2 separate regions of the Ovis aries genome follow, and region 2 is linked to region 1. A link is a contact called in public Hi-C data. All regions are on one chromosome and are shown on one strand. The core of a region is the stretch at or near the end of the contact, and the rest is flanking DNA. Distances in the headings are between cores, read along the strand shown. Region 1 holds the start of LYSET (lysosomal enzyme trafficking factor). Region 2 holds the start of BTBD7 (BTB domain containing 7).

Region 1 (6,707 bases), core at 2,672-5,171:
CTGTCTACACTGACATCCCTGCCACTGAGGGACCTGACATGCCCGTCCTGCTGCTCCCAGTGCTTAGTGCCCAGATCCATTCTAAACCACTACAGGAGCAGCTCAGGACTGGGGATGTTGCCACTGGGCTCACCTCCTGCTTCCTGTGTCCTCCTGCCTGGCGCTGGGCCTCGCCACACCTGTTTAACATGGTGAACAAACATACAGGTTTGATTATTTTCTGGGTGCTGTCACTTCAGAGCACTTTATCTGATGATTCCACTTCCCCAAAGAAAAGCTTTTTAATTATGAAAGCTTTGTTTGAAGTAGAATCAAATTCTAAGGGAATCACATTTTTCCCTTTAAAAGTAGTGTTTTGTTTTGTTTTTAATGACTGTATTTCTTTATTTTTGGCTGTGCAGGGTCTTCAGTTGCTGCATGGGCTTTTCTCTAGTTGCGGCAAACGGGCTACTCTCTAGTTGCAGTATGTGGGAGAGTTTACTAGAATTTGAAGTCTAAGAAAGTCTCCCTCCATAAAATAAGGAATTACTACTTTACAAGACAATAGCAAACTCACAAACCTTTCATTACATCATTTGTAAGACAAAAAGTGATGGAAATAATGTTCTTAAACGATTTCCAAACTTGCACTGCCTCAGGACAAATCAAATAAAGCAAGAAACTGTGCAATGACTTTTCTTAAATTATGTCCTTTATAAAGCAGCATAGTAGAATGATATAGCTGGAGATCTGAAGCCAGATATCCTGGGTTCAAATCCTGGCTCTTCCACTAGTGGTATGACCAACAGCAAGTTATTAATTCTGTGTGCCTCAGGCATCCTCGTTTTCCTCTTCTTTAAAGTGGTATTAGTACCAACACATAACTTGCATCATAGAACTCTCATGCAGCATGAATTGTATATCTCCGGAATCTGCCTACAGCCATGCATACTTTCAGTAAGTACTCAAAAGATGCAAGTGATTTGGTTACCTGTCCCTTGCAAAAACAGGTATTTCAAACTGTTACTTAATTTGAAGACTCAGTGTATCAGTGTCTTGTAGCAAAAAACATTTCAGTAACTAGACCTTTGGAAGTAGTAAAGGAGAGAAATGAGATTACTGGAGAAGAATCTGATTGTGCCTCTCCTGAGTTACAAGGACACCTGCTTTATCTTTCAAGTAAAAGCTTCCTATGGAATGCCCAGCCTTCCATTCTGGTCACACTTTACTTAAAGCTGCTTGAAGACTTTGATTTTCAGTAGCTCATACAAATTGAGAAAAACCTTTCTTCAGTTCTTTTCCATTTATTAGCATGGTTAGGCAGACAGTACCCAGTGCTGAAACATGTCATCTGTGAGAAGCCCTACAGCTCAGGGATTAGGAATAAAGGCATCAGATGCCGGGTTAGGCTCTGGCTTTGCTTCTTGGCTATGTGACCTTCAGCAAGTTACAGAACTTCAGCTCACTGTCCTTATCTGTAAAATCTGGATGATAATAACTTATCTCATAGGGCTGTTGGAGGACTACATGAGTTGACTCACATTAAAGCTCTTAAAATAGAGCCCAAGAGAAGCACCAAAAAATGTTATGATTCTTATTAAAAATCAGTGTAAAACATTTCTCTGGTATTGATGATGTAACTATAAAAATATATCTTGATCTCACCCAGAAAAAAAAGAAAAAAAAATCCTAAAATCTAGTTTTCCATTTTTCAGTTATTTGTATTGTTGCCAGACATGAGGTAGTGAGTACAGACGCAAAAGAGGCAGTACAGGGGTCACATCTTCATGCAGTTAACCTATTGCCTGAAGACTAGACTTTAGGCAGAAAAGAAAATCAGAGGGATGGTGACTTGAGAGCATCGCTTAGCACACATCTGACAGGGATTGGAATGTTTTCATTGAACACCTTGTTTCCATTTTCTGTGTGTTAGATTGCTCAGCTTTCAAACATTTAGTCTTTTCCCAAGTTGTTTTTTTTTTTTCAATTGCATTAATAATTCTAGCTAATAGCGCCCGCAGCATTACCAAAAGGAAGACATTTTGCTTCTCAAGACACCCATCGCCTCAATAACTTCATACCAATTTCTCACAAGCTGATAGCAAACGAGCATAGTGCCGTAGCTACAGTGGGATGAACTGGTGGTGTAGTTTGAAGAATTTTAAAGCAAGCCAAATAATTGTATAAAATTTAAATTTTATGACCATGTTTGGACCTTTTTGCATTAAGCACAATGGAAATGTTCATATTCATTTTTCCCCAAAGGAAAATTTCCTGAATTATCACTATGTTGCACAGTAAAATAAAAGTATGAGTCCAGGTACTTATTCAAGCTTCTAAGGAATGCAAACAACAGATAAAATTTTACTTCCAAAATCTGAAGTCATCCACATGATTTTGTACTGATTCTCAGTCTTTACCTAAAAAGTCATTATTCAGATAAAGTTAGCCCCCTAGCCACATTCTTTAAAAAGCTTCTGCCCCACCACAACTTCCTGAGATCTGTGAAGAAACTGCAGTCTTGTGATCAGGTTCCATATCATACTGGCAGTTTTGTACTTGTAAGGAAAAAATGATGTCAGATTTTATGTGTCAATCAGTTGTAGTCTGCTGATCTGATTAGAAGCCTTGACAAATGCTTGGTGGCGATTGCATATAACTGCCAAGCATATGGGGATAATACAGTAGCCCACCGTTTTGGGGTCAGCTCTTGTACAAGAGTAAAGGAATAAAAACATCTGTAAGTAAGGTATGAGAAAAACAATTGTCCAGAACCAAAAAGGCAGGGAGAGCAACCGAGTTTTCAAGGAGTGTGTCCACGAGGTTCCTTCAAGGGGCTCCTCTGGGTGCTGTTGAATGTGTTCCAAGGCCAGCCTGTTGTAAGTCTCATTGATTTCAAAAACGTAGTAAAATGCTGCTGCACTTGCTAATAGATAGAGTCCCACTCCGATCCATCCCATCCGCTGACGGAAATTCATCATTCTCCATGCTCTGTGCCTGCCAGTTAGAAACAAGTTAGGGTCTAGCAACGCTGTCATGGTAAGTATTCCAAATGTACTTAACTTTTTTCCCCCAATGAGCTCTAAAATACCCCATTTGAGGTTTTAAATAACTAAATTTACATCTATTAAGAAATGTAAACAACTTACAGGTCGTTTTATGTAATAGATATGATAAAGTTTAATTATATATTGAGCAGGCTTTTTATTGAAGCCCACATATAAATCACTATATCTGACTTAAACAGGTCCAGTACAACCCCCCTTAAACTATAATTAAATTCATTTCCTACGGAACATTTCACTGTTAACAGTTCAAATACTTCCTGATTTAACAGTATTGCTGCAGACATGAACGTTTGGTTCTTCAAGTTTAACCTATGTCGGAGCCCCCAAGTTAAGACAGTAACTCTTAACACTTACAGTGGTCCCGAAAATCTTCCTGTTCCCACGGCAAGCGTTAAAGAGTCACTCAGTTCTGAATAATCGGGTGGCTTTGGCATTTCAGAGAAAAAGCCACCATAAAAGAAATCCCCCGGGGTCACCGGCTGGGAGAATGGTGAGCACGGCCAGCCTGGAGCAAAGACTAAGTGTGATTAAGCACAGCGTGACTGCAGCCGGTCACGCGGCGGGCTGGCCCCCGTTGCTGCTGCCCGAGCCCCAGCCTGTGGCTGTGGCGGTCGGCCCAGCCGGGAGGCTTCCCCCGACACCTGGGCCTTCCCTGCAGCCGGCCCCGCCCCCTGTCGCGCAGCAGGCACCGCCGGCCGCGACGCGACCAGGGCTGCGCAGGCGGCGCCAGACCCGGGCCTCTCCGCCTTGCAGCACGGAGAGCCCAGTGCCGGGCAGCGGCCACCGGGCGAGGCTGCAGAGCTGGGCAGGTCCCGGGTCTCACCTCCTGTCCGGGTTGGCCCGCCTGCCCGCCGACCCGGATGCTGCCACACTCGGGGCTTCCGGCTCGGGCCGGAAGCGCGCATGCCCCGCCCCCGAAAGACCCGGCCCTCCCCCTGACGTCAGGCCGCGGCACCGCTTCCTCTAGAGCTCTCCAATCGGCTCCAGCTGTCTGGCTGGCTAAAGTTGAGGAGGTGCGGGTGGTGGCAAAGACCCTCTTCTGGTGGCCGGCCGTCCGAGCCTGGCCGCTTCAAGCCCTCCTCGAAGCTTCGCCCTGGTGCTTCTCTCGTGGCTCTGGTCCCCCAGCTGTTCCGCCCTGCGCGCCTCTGGTATCCCCCTTGGGTGTGCATCGAGTGGAGAAGAGGCCGCCCCTCGCGTTCCTCGGGCCTGGCGGTCCGGGAAGCGTCGCGAGCAGGCCCTGGTGCCTCGGCTACCGGCGATGGACTCACACAGACAGCTAGATCCGAGGCCCCGAGAGGCTCCGGTGACTGCTTGCCGCAGTGGGGCTGGCCGCAGGCGCGGGTGCGCGGGCCTTCTCCGGGCGCGAGTCTCGGGTCATTCATTGACATTTCAAACTGACCTGACTGCCTCGACCTCGCAGCCCGTCGGAAACTCGGACATTAACCAGACTTAACTCTAGTACCGCGGAGGAATACTGTGAATTGCGGTGGTGTCAATGGTGTGGGAAAAGTTGGAATTTAAATCTTGTTTGGGGCACCCTGGCGCTGAGGCTCTTAGGAGACTGGTGTAGGGGGATGGATGTGAACTCGCGGAAAGCGCCGTTGGTTGCCGGCATCGCCCAGACCTGTGATGTGGCAGCAATCTGCGAGCTGGTGTAGCCCCCTTAGGGGAGTACTGACTCCTCAGGAGGATGTCCCGGAGGGACGAGATCAGGAATGTAGCCTTAATAGGACTTACTGAGGAGACAAGTCATGCTCTGGTCCCTAAGGAGATACCCGGAGGTAGAGGTGCCTGTAGAGTGCTCATTAAGTCCCCTGACCCAGATAGTGAATTTTTAAGCAAAGCAAATGAACTCTTAGAGGGGGAGGGCGTGACATTGGGTAAGTTTACCAGAGCTCTTGCGTATGGAAACGACAGTTTGATCTAGACTAGGATGTGATTCTAGGACTACGGGCCCCTTTGTTGGCACAGGCAGTCCATAAGGCTCTTCAGCCTGCTCTGCAACACCTGAAATAGAAAAAACAAAGTTTTCTCAGGTAGTGATTCTCCAGAGCCAGAAGTGTTTGAATCCTGGCTGCTTCATACTACTCAAATGATGAGGATATGAAAGATGTAAGATGTCGAAAAAACAAGGCGATTGCTAGAGAGCTTCAGAGACCCAGCAGCCGGTATCATTTGACTCTTGCAGATAAACATTCCTTTTATCACAACTCCTATATGCCTGCAGGCTCTGGGAGTTGCAGGTCAAATACCTGACCACTTACCAGAAGGAGGGAGAAAATTGCTTAGGTACTAAGGCTGGAGCGTTTACTACAGAAACTGGTAGAGAGGAGACTTGGAGTGAGCCCGGAGTAGGTCCTTGCTGAAGCAGTCCACAGAACACCAGCGCAGGCAGGCTTCTTACAGTTACTGACCCTAATAAAGGATGAAGAGGCAGCTGAAGAGGAGGAGGAGGGTGCCCTCCTCCAGGCAGGACTTGAGGGACATTTCACCTGAATCTTGGGAAATCAGGAAGGGCTATCTGCAACTAGCAGAACCTGGAGGCAGAACAGTGTATGCTCAGTGATAGACATTAACCTATCTTGTCCTGCCAAGTTACTCATGTTTGTGCAGTTCTTAGTACAATCCTTTGTCATTTCTGTGCCCATGTAATGTCTCCTAAATGTCTCTCTAGTCATTGACTAGAAGGATGTAGTTCAGCACTGGTATTTATCTATTTATATTCACCCATGAATTTGTTTTTTAATCACTCACAGTGTACAGAAGTTTCATCACTATGCACGTGTGATACTCTGAGAGGACGTCCAGTCATGGCTCAGGTGCACACGCTGATCAGACCTCGTTCAGATGCCGGCTTGTGTGATAACAGGGGCCAGTGTAGCTGTCCCACGTGACGACGCGTCATAGGTAGTTTCTAAGTGTGCGTGTGTCTGTCAGTCGCTCAGTCACATCCGACTGCTTGCAACCCCATGGACTGTAGCCCACCAGGCTCCTCTGTCCATGGAATTCTCCAGGCAAGAACATTCCCTTCTTTCCGATCTAGGGATCGAACCCGGGTTTCCAGAGTTGCAGGCAGATTCTTTACGATCTGAGCCACCAACGAGGCCCAGTTAGGTATGTCTGGCCCTATATTAATCATGAAGATCATGAGCGGTGGTTTTTATTTTCTGTGTGAATAGGAATTTTATTGATTCTATGCCATCAAAACAAGAGGGAGAATTCAACGCTGCAGTTGGTAAGTTCGAAGCTGCCATCTCTAACCCCAGATTTCTCATGTGTGTCATCAAAGCATCCAGTTGTGAATGTCATATTAATAGGTTGCATTCAATTATAGTTGAATTCAGTTATAGATATGAATTTAGAAAATAAAGAAATGTGAATAAAATGACCTTTTAAACTATTTTGTTTATACCGAGTTTCCAAGAGCAATTTCACTTGAACAAAGTGTTTCAAAAGCATGAATCTGAAAGCCACTCAACTTGCACAGTCCTTTGGACACTTAGTCCCTTGGACACTTTCCTCCTGGTGCCCAGGGGTAGGGAGTAGTTTTCGAACTGAGAATGCTGGTGGGACCTTCTCCTGAGGCACAATGGAATGAAATGAGACTGCAAAAATGAGTGCAAGTAGCAGGTCCCAAGGTATCTATGTGTTGAATCTGGA
Region 2 (6,707 bases), core at 1,414-3,913, 130 kb before region 1:
TAATAAGTTGGCTCTTTTCTAATGAGTTGCCAAAGTATTGGAGCTTCAGTTTCAGCATCAGTCCTTCCAATGAATATTCAGGGCTGATTTTCTATAGGATTGACTGATCTCCTTGCAGTCCAAAGGACTCTCAGGAGTCTTCTCCAGCACCATAGTTCAAAAGCAACACTTCTTCAGTGCTGAGCCTTCTTTATGGTCCAACTCTCACATCCATACGTGACTATTGGAAAAACCATAGCTTTGACTATACAGACCTTTGTTGGCGAAGTAATGTCTCTGCTATTGTTGGTATTATTTTACTTTTGTTTGTTAAAGTGTGTCTAGAAAGCAGAATCTAAGTCAAGCAATGAAGATTTGGAATAAATGAGAAACTGTAAATATGTGCACACTAGGTGCTTCAGTCATGTCCAACTCCGTGCAACCCTATGGACTGCAGCCTGCCAGGCTCCTCTGTTCGTGGAATTCTCCAGGCAAGTATACTAGAGTGGGTTGTCATGGCCTCCTCCGGGGGATCTTTCACACCCAGGGACTGAACTCTTACATCTCCTGCACTGGCAGGTGGATTCTTTAACACTAGAGCCACCTGGGAAGCCCGAAAGTGTAATAGTGGGGACCAATCTTATGTAATGTTTTGTAAATTATCAAAAGGTGGTTAGGACAAGGAAATTTTTAGTTTGCATATAATAGGTCTTTCAGTTTGTGTAATATTTAGCTAAAGACAAAGGTCAAATAATAGAAAATAATGGTAGGTGTCTTGAACTTAGACAAGATTCATTAAGGCATTTACGGGAAGTAGACCCTGATGCTGGGAAAGATTGAGGGCAGGAGGAGAAGGGGACAATAGAAGATCAGATGGTTGGATGGCATCACCGACTCAATGGACAAGGGTTTGGGTGGACTTCAGGAGTCGATGATGGACAGGGAGGCCTGGTGTGCTGCGGTTCATGGGGTTGCAAAGAGTCGGACACGACTGAGTGACAGAACTGAACTGATAACAGTACAGGGGAACAGGATGTGGGCACCCAGAGCCAAACCTTTTCTCCAACTAGATGGGCCTATTTCCCTTGTATTTTCTCACTTTTCCATGTATTTATCTCCTGTCACCACGCGCACACACACACCCCTACCTCAAACACACACATACACACATACACATGCTCAGTTGAAGAAACCCCTACCAGTTAGGAGCGATATTTTTTTCCTGACAATGGAATGCTACAATCTCTAAACCTTTGAGGACTGGGGTTGACGAAAGATGCATGGGTTGAAAGGTTAGGGGCGGGGAAATGAAATAATATCAATTGGAAAGAAATATCTTTGCAAGGAAGTAAGGAGGTGATGAGTGAGCACAAGAAAGATACATCTAATCTGAAGAAAGTCCAGAGAAAACCAATGATCACATTCATAAAGTCCTTTCCTGATAAAAAAGAAAAAAAAAAAAAAAAAGAAACCTAAATCTTCCAACCAAACGTGAAATGTATAAAATAATACAGGACCAAGAAACGGTTAAAAACACATCACAAAATTTGAAAGTCCTCTTAGTCTTTTAAGCTTAGAGATGGTTTGAGAACAAGACTTGGAGGCATGACTTAGAAAACTTGTTTCTCAAAGGATGGGTAGAGATTGACAAAGCAAGTACTTTCAAGAGGGATTTAAATAAATTCCCAGAGGACAAATACACGACGTATTGAAAAGCCTGTCAGAGAACTGTGAGGGGTGATTTGTCTGATGACCAGGGTGAGACTGTCTGGGTTCTAGTCTTGGCTTGTCCACTTACTAATGCAGAATGTACGCCCGGGGGGCAAACGACTTAGTATTTTCGAGTCTATTTCCTTAGTTGTAAAAGGATACTTGTCCTTTTTCTTGTAAAAGTAAGGTTGTAAAGGATACTTGTAATACTTGTCCCCACTACCTCAAAGGGTGGGGTTTTGGTGTTCAAAGGAAGCCATGCATTTAACAGTGTTTTTGCAAACTGTAAGGTGTTCCATAAATATGTGTTTTTGTTAATGCATCGCTGAAACTCCCAGACGAGGGGTATCTGGGGAGAGTGATTTGGCTCTCCCACGTGGCGACTGTGAGCTTTCACCAGTTCTTATCCCAGGTTTATGGAAGTATCTCGCTAAGGAAAACTTTTCAGTGTCTGACTTAAATCCTCTATACAACGAGCAAGATGGTGTTTGTAAAAGTATCATACAGACAGGGCTTAAGATAAACTGTCAAGAAGTCACCCAAACGCCAAGACTAAAAAAAAAAAAAAAGAAAAGATATTTCCGCGGACGTAGCCTTCGTTTTGAGAAAGATGCACTGTGAGTTCTAGATCAGGATGCCGGCTGCCGAATGCAAACAAAAATTGGTAAAATCGGTCGTCCGGTGACGTTGTTATTATAGTTCCATTCTGACAGATTTAAACGATTTGCCACAGTTCCCTGCAATAAGCAGGATACGAGCATCCAACTCCGAGCAGAGAGCCGGAATAATGCGCGCGCACTCGGCTCGGACCGCTCCCGGGTCCCGTGAGCGCGCCTCCCGGGCCAGCCCCGGCGCGCGCGCTGCCGGTGGTCCACGTGACCCCGGGCGCGGCGACGGCGAGGACGGGCGGGGACTCGGGCCGGCTCCGCAGCGCCGCGCAGGCGCGCCAGGTCCGCGCTGAGCCGAGCCCCTCCTGCCCGCTCCAGGCGTCAAAATGGCGGCGAGGGGAACCTGGAGAAGCCTCGGAGCCTGAGCCACTGACAGGAGCGGAGAGGGGGGCGGCGGCGGCAACGGCAGGAGGAGGATGGCCCGGGGCGCTGGCGCCGGTGCGGACGGCGGTGCTGGTGGTGGCGGCGGCGGGGGCGACGGCCGCGGTCCCAGCGGCGACAGCAGCAGCAGCAGCGGCGGGAGGAGCCTCCGGGGTGAGTGTCCCCCTCGATGTCTACGAGGCTGTGAGGCGAGGCTGTGCCCGGCGCGGCGCTGGGCGTCCCGGCGGGGAAGGGGCTGGTGCGTGAGCGGCGGGGGCGCAGGGCTGGGGCCGGGCCGCCGCGCGGGGCCGCGGGCCGGAGGGAGGCAGCGGTCCGTCTGGGGCTAAGGCGGCGGCGGCGGCGGCAGACTGACCGGTCCTGGTGCGCTCCGAGGGGCGGGCTGGGCTGTGCGCCGTCGTCCCCGGGGCTGGAGCCGCGAGGTGTGGCGCTCCCGAGCTGGGATAGCGGCCGGGCCGGCTCCCGACTCAGGGCTCCGAGGGGCGGGACCCGCCGCTCCCCGGACGCCGGGAAACCGCTCCCGAGACCCGGGCGCGCGTTTACCCGGGCTGCCGGGCTGCGACCGCCCGAGGGTGGGCGTGAGAGCGGCCGGCCGGCTTCGGGGGTCGGGGAGAGCAGGCCTGGGGACCGCTGCTCCCGGGGAGAAGTTGGATTGTCCGGGTAAGTTACTGTTTCGGGATCGAACTGGAACTGGCTCTTTGGTAGGTTGAGAGAGAGACGAGACAATACAGAGTGTTTGATAAAGAAGTCTGTGCTTGGAGTACTTGAAAGGCTAAAAGCGTGCATTCAGCATCTCGTCATTTGCACAGATGTTTATTTACTAGCCTTGCCCCGAAGATGAGAACTTTCTCTCACAGTTTGCGGGGGTTGGGGGGGAAAGCTCTGAGCAGTGCTGCTCCTCTTTTGAAATACAATAGCACCTCTTCATATACCAGCACAGATAATAAGTACTCTGGATTAGGCCTAATTTGCAGAAGCAGTCTTGGTTTTTACCAGAAATCTGTTCCCTCTGCTAAAATATCTTACCGTGATAAAGAAAGAGACATTTTTACAATCTTTTGTCTCTCAGTGGCATCCATTTCTTTTAGATTGCTGAAATCTATTACTTTCTTCCCGGAGACGTGGAAGAAAGATTTGAAATTGCAAGAATCATACGCTTTAATGGCAGCTGTGACGAAACTTGTCCTAGAATTTTGAAGTCAGAAAAACCTTGAGCGATCTGGTGTGACTTGTTTTAGAGCCGGGAAACTAGGCTCAGGGAGATGAGCTACTCGCTGTGGGTCCTGCAGCTGGCCAGGGATTGGACCAAAACGGGGATCTAGGCCTCTCTCCTCCCCATTTAGAGAGCACTTTTCACTCACTGCTGAACCCCCTGTTCTTCACTGATTGCATTCTTCACCACCATCCTCCCTGGGTCTTTGTGCAATAGAGTTGAAAGGAGAAGTCAGAGAGTGCGCCTCATGCTGATTCTTGACAGTTGCTGTCAGTTACCCCAAGTAACTGATGAAGATTTTTTTCCTGACCTGAATTTAATAAAAACCAACTGACATTTCATTTAGAGTTTTCATAGGCCTGTGACTGTATTTCTGTCCAATTATAGCATTGCTCGTGTTTGCATGCATTCTGTAAAACCATAGGTTCATATTATGTCCCGCAAAACCTAACTACTATCTTGTTCGATTCAGCAATACCAGGTTTTAAACAGGTTCTTTGTATCAGACTCTCATTTTAGCCTTTAAAATACCTGTGTTATACCACCTGGTTTCCTCATAATCGCAGCAATTTCTGTGTTGTGTGTCACAGATTAACCTTCAGAGATAGTCATGTCACATGATTCTGATTTCATATTCTAGTCATTGAAACTCACACACCAAAGTTGTGACTTGTGTTCAGTTACACAGGTGATTATTGAAGATCTGTTTTGTATTTTGCAGTATTAGGTGCTGCAGAAGAAAGAAGCAAGTGTAGTATATAGACTTTGCCCTCAGAAAATATAAGCTGTACCCCTCTGAGCCTAGAAAACAATCTAGTTAAAGTTCTCTCAGGACAAATAATGCTGTACGTTTTCTGGTTAAAGGGAGATGAGTAAGGCCTCAGGAGTCTAAATAACTTCCTGGAACACTTGAGACTTGAGCTAGCTTCTGTGAGGGTTTAGATTTACAGAGAGATTGGAGCAGTTACGTTGTGAGGGAAAAGCAAGAGTATAAGGTGGAGATTAGTTTTAAGGGAGGGGAAAAGAGGAAAACTTAGATGACCACTGAACTTCCTTGGGAAGACATTAGACTATTGAAAGGGTATCTGTTTGTAAAAGGGTTTGAGTGCCAGATTGAGGAGATTTGGATTTTTATCCTCTTGTGCAAGGTATGGGAAGTCTTTGAAACTTCGGAGGCCAAACATTAGTTTGATAAAACTGCCAAGATGCACCTGTCAGTGATCCGTTGATTGAGTTAGAATAAGGTTGAGTGGAATGAACCAGGGAAAATAGCTGCTGCAGTACTTGGGTAGGAAGAGATTAGATCCTAACACTAAGATAGGAGTCCCTAGAAAAGATGCACAGCAAGTATAATTTTGTTGTTGTTTTTATCATGGTAAAATACACATAACATAAAGTTTGCCATCTTTACTAGTTTTAATTGTACAGTTCTGTGGCATTAAGTACATCCACTTTGTATTGCAACCACTACCACCACCCATTTCCAGAGCTCTATTCATCTTTCTCACTGAAACTCTGTTCCCAGTAAACACTAACTCCCACTTCCTTTTATGCCCAGCCCATGACAGCCACTTTTCTGCTTTCCTTCTCTATGATTACTGTATGTATTTAATGTAAGTAGACTCATACAATATTTTTCCTGGCTTATTTCACTTAGTTACCATAATGTTCATCCAAGTTGTAGCATTTGTTAAAATTTCCTTCCTATTTAAGGCTGAATAATATTCCATTGTATATAATCTGTTAGTTGATACTTTGTATGCGTCCACTTTTTGGCTATTGGACTAATTGTTACCATGTACATAGATGTACAGGTATCTTAGTCCTTGCTTTCATTTCATTTGGGTATATATCCAGAAAACTTTACATTTCCACCAGCATGTGTCAGAGTTCAGTTTCTTCACATCCTCACCAGTACTTGTTCATTTCATTATTTTGATAACATCCATCCTAATGGGTATGAAGTGATACCTCATTGTGGTTTTCACTTGAGTTTCTCTATGGTATTTGTATCTCTTGTACTTATCAGCCTTTTGAATTGGAGAAATAATCTATTTTAAGTTCCGACTCAGTGACTTCACTTTCACTTTTCACTTTCATGCATTGGAAAAGGAAATGGCAACCCACTCCAGTGTTCTTGCCTGGAGAATCTCAGGGACGGGGGAGCCTGGTGGGCTGCCATCTATGGGGTCACACAGAGTCAGACACGACTGAAGTGACTTAGCAGCAGCAGCAACAGCCTATTTTTTAAATTAAGTTGTTTTTCTGTTGAGTTGTAGGAGCTCTTTGTATATTCTGGATGCCAGTCCCTTATCAGATATATGATTTTCAAATATTTTTGCCATTCCATGCATTACCTTTTCACTCTGTGGTGTGTATTTTGATGCACAAAATGTTTTAATTTTAATGAAGTCCAGCTGATCTAGTTTTTTCTTTTATTTTGTTTATACTTTTGGTGTTACATCTGAGAAATTACTGCCAAGTCCAGTGACATGAAGCTTTCCCCTTTTAAAACCCTTCTAATAGTTTTGCCCTCAAAAAAACTCTTATAGTTAGGTCTTTACATGTGAATATCCAGTTTTTCCAATACCATTTGCTGAAAAGACTATCTTTTCTCCAGTGAATAGTCTTGGCATCTTTGTCAAAAATCCCTTGATCATACATTCAGGGCTTTATTTTTGAAATCTTCTATTCCATTTGTCTGTAAGTCTGTCTTTATGGTGGTACCAAGCTCTTTTGATTACTCTAGCTTTATAGTA

The links. A called contact is a pair of places that touch in the nucleus more often than the background predicts.
Region 2: a contact with region 1 is called in a Hi-C map of hypothalamus, with 3 times the contacts expected there. The contact joins the promoter of BTBD7 here to the promoter of LYSET in region 1. A contact is called at or near these places in 2 of 16 Hi-C or Micro-C datasets (hypothalamus and liver).

Annotation. Positions count from the first base shown.
Region 1 is chr18:55,630,243-55,636,949 of ARS-UI_Ramb_v3.0, reverse strand. It overlaps LYSET (lysosomal enzyme trafficking factor), which reads right to left and starts at 3,921. Exons shown (of 2, transcript XM_027957340.2): 1 at 3,871-3,921; 2 at 2,156-2,976. The coding sequence starts at 2,960. The coding sequence ends at 2,565.
Region 2 is chr18:55,760,071-55,766,777 of ARS-UI_Ramb_v3.0, reverse strand. BTBD7 (BTB domain containing 7) reads left to right here and starts at 2,663. Exons shown (of 11, transcript XM_060401455.1): 1 at 2,663-2,891.